Regions from separate parts of the Mus musculus genome. Here all the other regions are linked to region 3. A link is a contact called in public Hi-C and HiChIP or PLAC-seq data. All regions are on one chromosome and are shown on one strand. The core of a region is the stretch at or near the end of the contact, and the rest is flanking DNA. Distances in the headings are between cores, read along the strand shown. Region 1 has its middle 49 kb from the start of Gm32007. Region 2 overlaps Exoc4 (exocyst complex component 4). Region 3 holds the start of Chchd3 (coiled-coil-helix-coiled-coil-helix domain containing 3). Region 4 has its middle 120 kb from the start of Gm32007. Region 5 overlaps Chchd3 (coiled-coil-helix-coiled-coil-helix domain containing 3).

Evidence for each region. HiChIP or PLAC-seq counts read pairs in DNA pulled down with a chosen protein or histone mark. A called contact is a pair of places that touch in the nucleus more often than the background predicts.
Region 1: a contact with region 3 is called in a CTCF HiChIP or PLAC-seq map of the NIH/3T3 cell line, with 6 read pairs. The contact joins the enhancer-like site here to the promoter of Chchd3 in region 3. A contact is called at or near these places in 2 of 39 promoter capture datasets (both in the 3T3-L1 cell line), 1 of 15 datasets of contacts at CTCF or cohesin (the NIH/3T3 cell line), 1 of 484 Hi-C or Micro-C datasets (the N1E-115 cell line) and 1 of 115 datasets of contacts at active chromatin or transcription factors (forebrain).
Region 2: a Hi-C map of myeloid progenitors shows a contact between it and region 3, with 4 times the contacts expected there. The contact joins the enhancer-like site here to the promoter of Chchd3 in region 3. A contact is called at or near these places in 3 of 39 promoter capture datasets (hippocampal neurons, liver and pre-B cells), 6 of 484 Hi-C or Micro-C datasets (cerebral cortex, cortical neurons, myeloid progenitors and 2 more) and 1 of 115 datasets of contacts at active chromatin or transcription factors (bone marrow-derived macrophages).
Region 4: a contact with region 3 is called in a Hi-C map of bone marrow-derived macrophages, with 20 read pairs. The contact joins the enhancer-like site here to the promoter of Chchd3 in region 3. A contact is called at or near these places in 2 of 39 promoter capture datasets (3T3-L1-derived adipocytes and liver), 2 of 484 Hi-C or Micro-C datasets (both in bone marrow-derived macrophages) and 2 of 115 datasets of contacts at active chromatin or transcription factors (bone marrow-derived macrophages and embryonic stem cells).
Region 5: an H3K27ac HiChIP or PLAC-seq map of embryonic stem cells shows a contact between it and region 3, with 2.1 times the contacts expected there. The contact joins the enhancer-like site here to the promoter of Chchd3 in region 3. A contact is called at or near these places in 5 of 39 promoter capture datasets (the 3T3-L1 cell line, the C10 cell line, liver and 1 more), 2 of 484 Hi-C or Micro-C datasets (bone marrow-derived macrophages and embryonic fibroblasts), 3 of 115 datasets of contacts at active chromatin or transcription factors (the 230-238 cell line, bone marrow-derived macrophages and embryonic stem cells) and 3 of 9 other capture datasets (liver, macrophages and pancreatic islet).

The regions. Positions count from the first base shown.
Region 1 is chr6:32,705,282-32,707,981 of GRCm38.p6, forward strand. No RefSeq gene overlaps it. Among named protein-coding and RNA genes, the nearest start is that of Gm32007, 49 kb to the left of the region's middle. Within about 2 kb of position 1,275, at least 13 of the 459 cell types and tissues checked have an H3K27ac peak or open chromatin away from gene starts, as enhancers often do. A contact at or near this core is called in the N1E-115 cell line and the NIH/3T3 cell line, where this site is marked.
Region 2 is chr6:33,399,940-33,402,639 of GRCm38.p6, forward strand. The region is part of intron 7 of Exoc4 (exocyst complex component 4); the gene reads left to right. Among named protein-coding and RNA genes, the nearest start is that of Gm38785, 42 kb to the right of the region's middle. Within about 2 kb of position 1,437, at least 20 of the 459 cell types and tissues checked have an H3K27ac peak or open chromatin away from gene starts, as enhancers often do. A contact at or near this core is called in bone marrow-derived macrophages and myeloid progenitors, where this site is marked.
Region 3 is chr6:33,059,002-33,061,701 of GRCm38.p6, forward strand. Chchd3 (coiled-coil-helix-coiled-coil-helix domain containing 3) reads right to left here and starts at 1,259. Exons shown (of 8, transcript NM_025336.2): 1 at 999-1,259. The coding sequence starts at 1,079.
Region 4 is chr6:32,779,613-32,782,312 of GRCm38.p6, forward strand. No RefSeq gene overlaps it. Among named protein-coding and RNA genes, the nearest start is that of Gm32007, 120 kb to the left of the region's middle. Within about 2 kb of position 1,284, at least 48 of the 459 cell types and tissues checked have an H3K27ac peak or open chromatin away from gene starts, as enhancers often do. A contact at or near this core is called in bone marrow-derived macrophages, where this site is marked.
Region 5 is chr6:32,796,300-32,798,999 of GRCm38.p6, forward strand. All of the region lies in intron 7 of Chchd3 (coiled-coil-helix-coiled-coil-helix domain containing 3), which reads right to left. Among named protein-coding and RNA genes, the nearest start is that of Gm32007, 140 kb to the left of the region's middle. Within about 2 kb of position 1,397, at least 37 of the 459 cell types and tissues checked have an H3K27ac peak or open chromatin away from gene starts, as enhancers often do. A contact at or near this core is called in embryonic stem cells, where this site is marked.

The DNA.
Region 1 (2,700 bases), core at 25-2,524, 350 kb before region 3:
TATAGCCAAAATAAAGCCACTCTGGATAAGAGGGTACACTTTGGATCATGGAGACTGTACTCTTATGTAGATATATGTGTGAATATAAATACATGTATTGTGTGTGTGTGTGTGTGTGTGTGTGTTTCACATTTTAGTTAAAAAGTTGGCAAGAAACACTTGCAGTATTTGTTCCTGGGTGGTGGCAAATAATATTTTTATTTTTGTGTGCTTTTTTTTTGTCTTGTTCAATCTTTCTCAGAAAAAGATACTGTGATGCAACATGCAAATGTGTTGTTCTCTTTTTAAAAGGGAAAGCTCAAACCTCTCTGAAAGAATTCATCGCTGACCTAAACACTGACCGTTAATCACCAGGGCCCTCAGCAGCGCTGGACTGACTTGGCTGATGGCTGCCTGCTCTATCATCACCCAGGAAATCCAGACAGTGGAGATGGAGCGCAGACAGACCAGGTGAAACTGAAAGGCCAACTTACAAATCAGACACGCTTTCATCCCTGGCACAGAGCTGCGTGGGGGATGGGAGAGGAGCCCTGGGAGCCCTGCCGTGTGCAGTGTGTATATGGTGATATAGTCATGGTGACTTGAGCATGGAAAGAGAGCTCTGGAAGGACTTGGTAAGTGTTCAGCCTTTACAGAACTACAGCATGTACACCAACACACTGGTGGGAGATAAAGCACACTTGACCCAAGTTAACCAGTTCCCTCTCTTCGTTTACACATAGGAGTTTAGCATTCCCACACTAACCCTGGCCATCAGACCCACAACTCCCAGAACCTGGACTGCCTGTCTTGCTGTGATTGCTTCCCTCTCCTAACCCCTCACCCCATCTCTAACCCCATCTCCTAACCCCACCCAACGGCTAGCATAATTCAGTAAGTAAACCCAACCAACATCCTACCTCAGATAAAAGTTGCTGTTGTCTGAGTGTTAACAAGTCAGAGCACCAAGTTTTTATTGCTACCTTTCCAGCTCCCCCCACCCCTGCCCCCGACCTTTGGGCAGTCAGCTATTTACTTTGTGATTCAATTTCCCCAAAAGAGAAAGAGTTTATTTCAAGAGAAAAACCAAGAAGAGAAACACATCACCTATTAGGAATGTATATCTATCAATTCTACTAAGATTACATTTTTTTCCTTGGGATAAGGAAATAAATGGAGTACATAAATTATTCCTGCTCTCAGCCCCTCCCACCACACATCTAAGGGGTCAGACAGGCAGGTCCATGGGGCACTAAGATGACTAAGGCAGTGGGGGGCTGGGGTGATCCTGGAGTTGGGTGTGGCTCTTTCTACTTATCTTCAATGGCTTCTCCCTAGGGACATTGTGGTCTTAATGGAGGCTGCATTAGCTGAGCTGGTGATTCAATTAGTTCTAAATGCTCCTGGACTGAGAAGGAGGGATGGGAAGGTGGGGATTTGCTGACTCCTATTTGCCGGAAAGGGTTTCCCAAGACAATGGAGATGCAATTTGAATTCCCAAGCCCCCCACTCCTTTCTCCATTCAGGAGCCCCTGGGTCATCAACCCAAATGAGATCATGCTTGTGAAAGTACTTTGTAAAGTATTTTCATTACTCATCCCCTCTTAGGAGAAGGGCCCGCTGCCTTCTCTGGCCATCCTTTTGTATACAGATGAGGGGCTTCCCTGGGACAGAAGGACCAGGATGTTTTGAGGAGTGAAGGCCCAATTCCCAACTTTGAGGAATCCTGAACCATCGGAAATGTTGCTCCTCTGCATGGTAAGGGCAGGGACTCTTGTTTCCTACAGGAGCCTTATGTGGAGCCTCAGTTCCTAGCAAGTGCTGCTTGATAGCTAACAAGAAGGGTCAGGTAAAGGAATGTGGGACAGAGGGGAGAGCCAAAGAGGCCAAATGGTACAGAGATGAGGCTGCACATCCTTTAACTTTGTAGGAGAAAGTTGAATTGTCCTAGGGTCTGGAAATCACCCTGGAAGCTACCAGAGTTTTTTTGGTTTGGGGGTGTGGGGTTTTTTGTTTTGTTTTGTTTTCTTGCGGGAGTGGGGGGCAGCTTTAATCTACACCTTTGATCCCACCCCCTGCTGTGTAAAATGAGGAGTTAGCTTAGAAAGTGCCCCCAGGTCCAAGTTTAGCTGAATCTTAAAACTACCTGAGTTCTGAAATCATCACACCTCAGACACACACAGATTCGAATTTCATTGTTCTGGCTGTGCAGCCTGGATGTGAGTGGTTTTCATAGCAAACAAGTTCTCAAGATAAAAAAGATCCCATGCCTGGAAGACTGTTCAGTATACTGATTAAGAAAGTGCTTGCTGTGTAAGCATGAAGACCTGACTTCAGATCCCAAACACATTAAGAGCTGGTCATGTGACTCCAGAACTGTGGAGGGAGAATGGGGGATAGGCAGATCTGATCATGTGGCATTGCTAGCCAGACTAGCTAGTCTCATTTTACACACACACACACACACACACAACACACACACACACACACACACACACACACACAAAAACACTATTTTTGTGGTGTAAACCTGCCATGGCATATTTCAAGAAATGACTATCTGATGACCCCCACCCACTGAGCCCTAGTATTCTAATGTAATCCTTTTCTCTCATAAGTTCATTACCTGGGGTAGAGGTGGTCACATCTGTAAGATACATTAAAAAGATACATTTACCTGGGACCAGGATGTTTCAAGTCCCCTGAACAGGAGTGAGAAAG
Region 2 (2,700 bases), core at 187-2,686, 340 kb after region 3:
ATTTTGAGATAGCTAAAACTTAAATACTTTGTGTAATGAATCTCAGTTTAACTGAAGGTGTATTGATGCCCCAGAAAAGCTGAAGGATCAGGGTGAGTACTAACCAAGGGAGAGATGACTGCAGGATAAATATCAAGGTTATTAATAGTTGGGTTGGAAAGACTGATAAAGGAGAAGCGGGTAGGATAATGACTTAATAAGTACAATAGTATTGAAACAATGGAGTCTTAGGCTATTAGGGAAAGAATTGACAGAAACATGGCTTTTTATGTTGTGTGATAATCAATTTTAATGATGTTTTCCTTGGACCTAAAATAATGAACCAAGTATAAAACTTCTTTGCAATAATGGTTTGAACATTATTTAAAATATTTCTTTAGGAAATTATCAGCCTTCCATTTGTTTATGAAATTTCCTTCCTTCCTTTTGTTAGTTAATTTATTTTATTGAGTATTAGAACCAACATTTTTGTATAATTTTAAATAATTTGAAATTTTAAAAAGTTAAGATACAATTTACCTTTAGTAAAATATCATTTTAGAAGATAGTATTAGTTTCTTTTAATATTTTAATATTCTCTCAATTATCAACACTTTCTAAAACTGGAATGTGTTTGTCATTCAGAAAGGAAGTTGGTCATCAACTGTCAATCACCATCACCAGTGTCTCCTTTTCCTTTTTCTCAACCTTTGGTAACCACCAACTTCCCTTTGACTCCATATATCTATTTTTTTCTCTATACTCTCTATAAATGAGATTGTTCATTACATTGCCTTTGTGTATTGGTCTATTATACAGTGTAAAGTTTTTAAGGGTCATTTGTGTAATAGCCTACCTATCTCAGTTCCAGTATTCTTACTGTTTCTTATATTTTTAATTTTATTAATTCTTTGAAGATTCCATGTAATGCATTTTGATTGTCATCATCCCCTCCACTCACCTCTCCACATTCCTTAACCATCCAAATTGGTTTAATACCTTTTTGACTTTTTAAACAGTTGGTTATAGTTGGTTCTGCACATATACTCTTGTGTATGTGGACTTCACTGGAATGTAATCACCCATTTGGTCATGTACCATTTAAGAAAAACACCTCACTTTTTATTAGCTATTAACTGCCAACATTTTTTTGTCGGTGGTGAGACTTTATGCTTACCTCCCTTCTTCATGCTGGATTTGTCTGGCCTGAGCCAGCTCAGGTCTTGTTTGTGCTAGCTCAATTGCTGAGAATTCATTGGTGCAACTTCTCTGTGGTGTTTGAAAGCCACTGTTTTCTTGCAGTCATCCACATTATGGGTCTTGTGATCCTTCCATACCTTTTTCTGCCACAACCCCTGAGCCTTAGGATTAGCACATGTGATCTAGATGCACCTTCAGCATGGAGCAGTCTCAGTTCCTCATTCTCTGCCCTTAGATCACGTGTGGGTCTCCGTGTTCATTACCATCTGCTGCAAAGGGAAACTTTCTCTGCTGAGAGTTGGCTCTTGCATCCATTTATGGGTTTAGCAATAAGTCAGTGGAAGCTGGCTCAACACTATCCATTTAGCAGAGTGATAGTAGTAGCTTCCCTTCTAGGGACTGTGACATGGCTAGCCACATGTTCTTGGCCTTAACTTCAATTGGAAAATGGAGAGTACTCCAGTGGCATTCTGGCTACTGTTGTACCAGTGGGCCTGTCCTGTCAGGCCAGTCATTGTAGTGACAGGGCTCACAGCTAGGTAAGATTGTCGATTCATTTTATCCTCTTGTACTGTACACAGCACCTTCTCGCACTATGAACTCTCGCCAGTGGGGGTGAAGCTTCCCACTCAGCACCAGCTTGAATTCCCTCGTTCTGTCACTCCAGCAAACAGTGTTTTCAGCAGTGTGGGCTTACTGACACATTGTGAAGGATAACCAAAAGCATTGGCTAGAGCCTATAATATTGTGTGGGATGGGTGTATTGATGGGACTTCACTTGCCAACAACGCCAAAGGAAGTAACCCTTCATTGCATTGGCTTTTTAATTTGGCATCTTGTGATGTCTAATAGATGCTTTGTTGCCCTGATAAAGGGTAATTCCATTCAAACTGTTTTTATATGTGTGTTTAATTTATTCTTTTATTTACACATTTACCTATCTACTTAGTGTATGTACACAGTAAATGACATGTGTGTCATAGCACATGAGGTGAGAGGACTACTTGGAGGAAATGGCTCCTTCCTTCAGCTCTGGGTTATGGGGCCAAAGTCAGGTTGGCAGCTTTGTTGGTGAGTGCCTTTATCTACTGAGCCATCCCATGGAACTTTGCATTTAACTTTTTGAAGAAACTACCTGTTTCTTAAGTTAGCCCTACTATTTTATATTCTTTCCATTTTGTTCATATTATTTGAAATCTGAAAGACATATTACAGAAAAATGATTTTTTAAACCAGTCTCCTTGGACCTCATGCATGGTAGATTGAATTATTATGTGAAGCTCTGGAAAGTCATGGGATTTTAGAGCTAAAGAGTTGTGACAAGTCCGTCTTTCTAGTCTTGTGCATTTTGTTTGCTGTATTTGCTCTGTCTAGTGCGGTGCTGTAAATAGTAGGTGCTTAGTACATGTTTCTCAATTAGTGAATCCAGTTACTCTGCCATACCTCCTCCATAAAGGGAAATAGTGCCTAGAGAAGTGAGGTGACGTCCTAACAGTCATTCAGAGGCTAAAGGGCCACGCA
Region 3 (2,700 bases), core at 9-2,508:
AATCAATAAAACTTTAATAAGTTCTTTTCAAAGTAACAAATTTCAAAGGAAAAAGTTTTCAAGCAGTTGAAATGTTTTTAAGTTTTTATTTCCTTGTAACTCTTACATAGTTAATTAAGAGTAGTTGTGTAAAAGCAGTAGACAGAAAATATAAAGTACTCTAAAACCTTCTGAAGTCATAGTGCTCTATTTACTAGATACAAGTAAGTGTACTTCCCAAAGCATGAAGCTCCAAAGTCGAGGCAAAGGAGAATATTAAAGTTGTTAGTGTGTATACTAACGCCCTAGAGGAAATTCAAGTTTTCAGTTCATGTATCAAGTACATGCAGAGGGCATTTAATAAGTCTCTATAACGATCCCTTAGAAGTTGTCTCAGTTCTACAACCTTGAAGGCCTGCAAACCGACCTCCGCCCCTAGCAGGCTGGCAGTTATAGGCCTGTATAGTCCAACTGGGTCAGGTTCATAACTTGGGCCAACAAACCACAGGGGAGGCGCCTGGGAAAACGAAATTATCAGGTGGAAGGGAAAGAGCCAGAAGCCAGAAATTAGCAGCAGGGTCAGGAATGACTTGAATGGTAATACCAGAAGAGGGGCAGGGAATAACAGAGGCAAAGAAGAGTAATCCTTAAAACACCAATTCACTCTGAGAAAGAACTGTGCGTGGAAAAGAAGGGCTTGGGTCCTGTACAGGAGGCACACGGACCAGCACAGTGAAGCAAGAGTTTTAATAAAGTCCTGCAACTAGTGAGCAAGGACGACCGTGGTGACCCGGCACCACCACCCCGGCACAGTGCATGGCTCCTGGCACACAACCAAGAACTTTCTCTGAATGGAGGTTCGGAGTCTTGAAACTACGAGCTTCTTCCCAGAGACCCAGACTTCTAGCGGGACAGCAGGGCGGGCCGAGAGCGGAGAAAGCAGGTGCAGCTGTCCCAGGCACATTTCAGCGTTGGGATCCGAGGTCAAAGGCTGCCCTCCGCCCGCCCACGGCACTCACCCGGATGCCCTTCACCACGGTGATGTTCTCGTTCTCGTCCGCCTCGAAGGTGACCCGGCGGGTGCTAGCGGTCCCGCCCATGGCTCCTGCTTCTGTCCCCGCAGAGTCTGGAGCGTGGACCTACGAGCACGTCAGGACCCACGCGCACACTTGCGCGTGAAAGCCCTGGACGCTTCTCTTGCAGGGCAGGAGCAAGGCCACGACCCCAAAAAAGAAGCAAGGAGAAGGCGCCGGTCCCAAAAGCCCGCCTCCTCCGGTCACGTGCCAGAAGTAGGCCGCTTCGGGTTAGCCCGAGAAGCAAACTGCCCGCCTCTTATCAGAAGGTGCACTAGGATTGGCTGGATTGGACCCGGATGCTATGGCAACAGGTGGTGCTTAATAGGGCTTCCGGAGCCTCTGAGAATAATGGGAATTGTAGTCTCGATCCGGAGCGATAGGTGCTGTGACAGGTCTCACTCCCTAAACTGTAAAGTGAACCGAGCATTCTGGGAGTTGTAGTCTTGACAGCCCTGAAGGCCTCCTTCTGGTCTACTTTCAAAAAAGTTGGTTCACCCAACCAGCTTGTTTTGCAGTTGACTCTAGAACCTTAGGTAAGTTAGGTAAATACAGGCTCTCAAAGCTAGATATGGAAGATGCACTCCCCTAAACAAACAACTTGTATATTCCAATTCACAAACCTGTAACAACTAAACTTAGCATTTTGCCACTTAGTCTTTTAAAGGGGCCGAGACTACATATGCCTATGTTCCTATCTTATGACTTTGGTATTTGTCAGTCTGTATGAAATGCAACTTTTAATGTAGGGCTTTCAAATCTACATGCAAAAATGCACAGGAAAAATTATTTACACAAAGATACAGACAGAACACTGCTTCTCGTGTTTGTGTCTCTTATTCACTTACATAAGTTAGATCACAGGATGATTAGACAGAGGAAAATGGTCCGTTCATGGAGGAGTTATAGCAGCGTTAGACAAAGTAGAGATGATCTGTTTTGGAAAGTTTCTAGCTTGGTACTTTACCTCCAAGAAGTCTAAAAATGTTAGGATAACCACACACACAGTTTCAGTTTTGTTGTTATTTGGTTATTTGGTTGATTTTAGGGTTTTTTTGTTTTGCTTTTTTGTTTGTTTGTTTGTTTGTTTGCTGTCAAACACTGTTGCTAAAAGTACAGTATGATCTTAGATTTATGGAGCCAGAGAAATACCCTTTCATTTAGAAATTAGATGGATGGGACTACTGATGTAGCTCAGTTGTCTATGCAATGCCCCAGGCCTGAGCTATGTGAAGGAGGAGAAAAAACAAGAGGGAAGAAGAAGAGTGGGGCAGAAGGGGGATGGGAGGGGAGGGGACAGAACTAGCTGAACAAAAATACCTTTTTCAATTTGCCCTTCTCAACATTAAAAGACAGAGAATACAGCATACCATGGCATCCTCCTAGGCCAAAGGGATCCACAATGTTGAAGAAATATTTTTGAGCTTCAGTTATTTGTCAGCATGTCAGAATCTGTAGCGCAAGACACTATGTCCCTCCCGCTGCTATATCCCAGCATATAGCAGCAGTGCCCTTCATCTCATTGTGTCGTTCTTTTCAACACATGTGCTCTAAATCACATGATATTCTCCTGCAGTTCTGAAACTGCCTGCCCCTGTCTGCGTCCTCCCATTACATCACAGTTGAGCTTGCTTCTCTTGAGAACCCA
Region 4 (2,700 bases), core at 34-2,533, 280 kb before region 3:
ACGCTGTGATGTCTGTGGCCACGAGAGGAAATAGACTCCAACCTCATTCACACCTCTTTTTTTTTTTTTTAACATTTCCAGAAACATGAGGCAGACTTCCCTCCCTCCTCATTGGCTAGCATAATATCACATGCACGGCCCCAAGCCAATCACTGGCAAGGGAAGTAGAATTACCATTTTGGCTTAGAATCGTAATGAAGATTCTTTGCTGGGTTGGGGAAAGGTGGTTGCTTCCTAAGAGACTTAGTCACCCTCACAAACTCAAGATCTGTCAGGAGGGAAAGTGTTAACTTTTAGGGAGGTGACAATGAACAGTATTTATTGCACCCTGCAGCGAGAGATTATGGAAAGAACCGGAAGAGCTTGGCCCTTCACCCCACCCCCTACAGATTTATAGAGATTTCCCTGTAGGATATTATAGACTGCCTGTAACCTTTTTAGTGCCCTGTAATCCTCACATAGGACATTATTTATGTGTCTTCAAGCTGTCTATAAAACAAAGGATTGGCTTATGTTCTCGTGACTCTAAAAGGCTGTCAGGGCCAAATAGATTGTTCTAGAAGTCTGGGGGCATTAGAGGGTGAAGGAGAAATCCATGGACAGCCAGGCTCGGGCAACAGGAAGATGGTGGCATTTTGGGCAACAGAATGTTCCAAGAGTAAGGAATAGGTTGGGGAGGTTTGAAGGCTAGGTACAAATAATTAGCAGTTCAGGACAACTTGAGATTGTGGTCACAATTACGCAGGAAAAATGTATAGATTTATGGGACTTCGATTTCTTTCTTTTCGTCCTTCTTCCTCCGTCCCTCCGTCCCTCCCTCCGTCCCTCCCTCCTTCCCTTCCTTCCTTCCTTCCTTCCTTCTGAAGGCAGGTGGCCGAAGCTGCGCTGGTGATATTTCACGCAGCCCTACTCGGGGCTGCTTTGTATCTGTGTTATTGAGCAGCCTAGCTTCGAAAACCAATACACCAGTAACAAATTGCTAGAGTAGAGGCGGAAAATTCCAGCCCAACTGCTACATTCCTTCCCATCTTTCACCTCAGAAGACCTTGAGAACCTAGCAGGCACGTGGCCCTGAGAGCTTTATTTAGCACGGCTGGGCTCTGGGCCCGGTACCCCAGTGGCCCACCTGGGGCCCGCTGAGTGGCTGCACCTGGGACACCCTCCGGTGGCAGACACAGTGGGCGCACAGCTCAGCCGCCTCTCAGTCTCTGGCTTCCTGGGTGGCAGGAGGAGGGAGGGAGCTCCACGCAGTCGCACAGATGTCTTGGAACTCAAGGGAAGTAAAAAAAGGAAGTAGGGAAATTGTCTGACAGACCCCAACGAGCAAAATTAGCATCAGCCACAGGCTGGAGGCTCTGCAGTCATTTTCCCTCTGCCTGAAACCTCAGGAAGTTTGCTGCAGCACTCATGACAGAGGGTAAGGTGAGGAAGAGTAGGGGCTTCGATTGGTTCGGCCCACAGAATTATACTCTACAAACGCGTACTAGACAAGAGGTGGGGGGCAGGGGAGCGGCGTTTAAGCAATTGGAACTCTCAAGGGCTATAGAATAGAACCAGGCTGGGCTGCGCAAAAGGGGACTTTGAAAGTAGGTGGGAGAAAGCCTTCTGCAGAGGGAAGGATTAAGGTCCAGTTTACGAGCTGTGAGACTCTGAACAAATTATGTAAACTCCAAGCCCCAGTTTCCCTATCTGAAAATGGGAATAATAGGATTACTGGGACGGGAGGTGGTGGACATAAATATTCTGTGCAGAGAGATGGCTTGGAGCAGGGCTTACTGAAATTGTCATCGAGTGTGGCAATCCTTGATGTAGGAACAACCCAAACTTGTGCATATTTATTTTCAATCCTTGTTATCATAAAATGTAAGCTGTAAATATGAATCTCAACAAATTATTAGAAATTAAATATACCAGCCAGGCATGGAAATGCATGTCTGTGACCTTGGCTATTCGGGAGGCTGGGCAGGGGGGAGGGAATTGCTCACACTCATAAAATCCAGACGTTCCAAGACAGCCCTAGAGAGTAGTGAGACCTCAAGCAAACAGACTGAGTACTCAAAGACTTGAACCATCAGCAGGACCTGGAGCCCCATCCCCTTACTCCCATGGATGGAAACTGCACACACACAGTAAGGTCATTGCTATTCATTAGTGATGATTTTTGGTTTTGAAATAGAGTTGCTACAAAAGCATCCTTTACCCACACTACCCACAAATCTACAGAGTTTGTCTTTTCTTTGGGGGGGGGGGCATCTCACATAGCCCAGGCTTTAGCTGTGTAGCCAAGGGTAAGAAACTTTAGATCCTCTGGCCTTCATGCCCAAAGTGCTGGATTACAGGTGTGCATCACTAGGTTTCATACGGTGCTACGGCTCAAACCCAGAGCCTAAAGCATATTAGTAAGTACTCTACCAATCGAGCTCTGTTCTCAGCTCCAGCAGTGGACTTGTGTTCAACAGCATCGTCTGTGTGTATGTGTGTAGCCATAGTCCACCCATTTGTATTACTGTGCGTGACTGTATAATATTCCATACACCTCGGTCTTCCTACCCTTCCAGTTTCTATTTGCAAGCTAGCTGTCGTGACTTGTGCTACTTGAATGTGCCAGGTAGGAGACTCATAGATCAGATGTCACATATGTCCTGTTTTAATAGAGTTGCTCACATTGATTGTGCCGACCCCCCATTTTCACACATCCCA
Region 5 (2,700 bases), core at 147-2,646, 260 kb before region 3:
CGCTTTGCATCTTCTGTATCTGGATGCTGTTGGGTTGAATTTCAACACTGCATAAATTAACACTGCATAAATTAACATAGGAAATTCCCTAAAGAATGAAGGAGAAGCTTTGCAAGCTATATTAAAAACCCTGCTGCTTTCATTTAAGGAAATGCTAACACTTAATCTTAATGTGGAGAAAGAAATTCCTCATTCACATAGTTGGGTCTGCAGAAACGCCTTCTGTAAACAGCTGCGTAAATTACCAAAAGGAGTGAATGGTTCAGGAACCAACACTGCTCTTTTCTGATAGCTCTTTCAGTTCCAGCCACTGATGAACTCACTCTGTCAAACAGGAACAGTGCCCCGGAGACCTACGACAGTATGTCATTTCCACTTATTAAAATGATTTCAAGCACTTTTCTCAAATATTTTTGTTCCACAGCCATCTCCAGTTTCTGAATCTCCGCTTTCTTACAGAGGCTGACTAGCAGTGGACAGCCACTGGCTGTCTCAGTAGATTTACAAGCAACCCGGTATTGCTAAGCAATCATTACCCAGAGAATGGGATTTAAAAAGAGACCACCAAGAGCTAGCTAGCATCTCCCCAAGCTTTCAGACTCAGTAGAATTAGGTGTGGGCAGGAGGACTAACATAGCAGCAGGTCCCCAGTCAGGCACAGCCTCAGGACTGAGTTTTCACTTAGGCGAGCTAGGGCTGACCTGTGATGGGGAAAGTCAATGAGAGGACGGTGGGGGAGAGAGGAAGAACGTCCTCCAGGTTAGCTTCCGAAGCACTGTTGCCTGCCAGCTGGGTGGCCTGAGTAGTTTTGGATTTGGTATGCTCCCTCCAGTCAGGGTTGTGCTTTCTGCTGTTGTAGGAGACACCAGTCAACTTTCCCTGGATCTCATTTCATATCATCCATGTCTCTGTGTGACATTCAAATTAACTTACAAGCAATTAACTGTTTATACAACTTGCCACAGAAGTAGACAAAACAGTGAGACTACAGCTCAAACTTTTAGAAAAGGAGCCCTGGGAAATACCTATTAAGAAAAATGAAAATCCATGGTAATATTTCTTATATCAAATTCAACTTTTTTAAAAAAGGGAAAATGCCGTAAAGCAAAGTATTTCTCTCAGAAAGAGTGAGAAACAGATCCCTAGGATGGGTAGGGCTGGGGCTGGGGGGGGGGGGGGGACACACGACAGACACAACTTGCTCTGACAGCTTCAAACTCGATGAGCCTCCGCCCCACAGGAGGAGCAAGACCACCTGTGTGCAGCCATCCAGCCACTAAGAAACAATAGAGAAGTCAGGGAACAATAAAAACCTGTGGCCAGAGGCCTTCCCACAGGCTGCCCTTGATTTGCCATTGTGCTTTCTGTTATACTAGATGGGCTTCTCAGCCAAGGAGATTCTGGGGATCTGACTGTCACTGTGGAGGGTGTTAGCCCGGAGACAGGCTCAGGGCTCGTTTGGCACCTGCTGTGAGTGCTGCGGGGACTCCCCCAGGATGACCTTCTGCTTTGGAGGTCACAAGATGGAAAGCACTTTTACTGGAGTGGTTTCTGCCTTCTCCCAAGCTCAGTTTAGATGCATCCTAGGGACAGTGAGTTTAGATGTATCCTAGGGACAGTGAGTTTAGATGCATTCCACGGACAGTGAGTTTAGACTTCTAGGTAGCCTGGACAGGTAGCTTGTGACAGTGGCATGCCTTGTCATGAAGAGAACCAGACAGACCCTGCAGAATTTGGTGCAAGTTTGGGGTGCTTGAGCCCCACTTCTAATCTTCCAGTTCAGAATCCTTAAGGGGAAGGTTGGCCATGCACAATTTATAAATTTCAGAGCCCGTGAGGTTCACACATGTCTGTGCCCTCCTGGGTTTGAAATTCAGAGCAGGTAATGAGCTCTGCTATGTATGGTTCATTCCTACTCTGGAACTGTGCTAAGGAAAAGATAGGGGTGGGGTTGATGATTTCCAAGTCCTCCAGCTCCAAGAGTCCGGTCAACATGTCACCGGGAACTCATCGGCACACAGCCACAAACAGCCCGCTCCGGCATTAAGTATTTTTCCCGTGCAAGAGCCGGGATTTCCAAGTAACAGATATTCCTGTTTCCAGAACCTTTTCAGGCTCAATACGAGGGGAATACTTTGAAGCCTAGCTGAACACAAATCCAAATTACAGGGGAGGTAAAATACAGTGTCCTTGACAGATTTTTCCTAGACAAATTCCTCCATACATGATAATCTTGGAGTCTTCTATTTTGGAAATAACCAATACCGGAGATTTCGTTCATAGTTTAGAAATGAGAGGACTATGGACATTAGTTTTGGGAAGTGTAATTTTGGGATCTAGCTAGCTTCACTGGTCAAGGTCTTGACTTGGCATTCTCTCAGTAGTCAGGCACTCTGATCTTTACAGTTTAGCACAAGATCAAGTCTCAACGGAAAAGCTGCTTGGCTACCAGCCTACTGCCCATGCTATAACTTAAGTTTCAGTCCTGGTTTTGTCACCCTGCACTCTTATTGCATCTTCAAAGTCCCTCACCTTCCATGGACTATACCTCATAGACTGTGAGGCATCACAGTACACTAGGAGCCCAGAGCGGGCTACGGCACTTGCATTTTGTAATGGAGTTCATGAGCTGGCAGGTGGCTGGCTTTGGGGTAGCTGTTTTTTACTTTACTGTCTCTGGAGAAACCGCAAACTATTTCC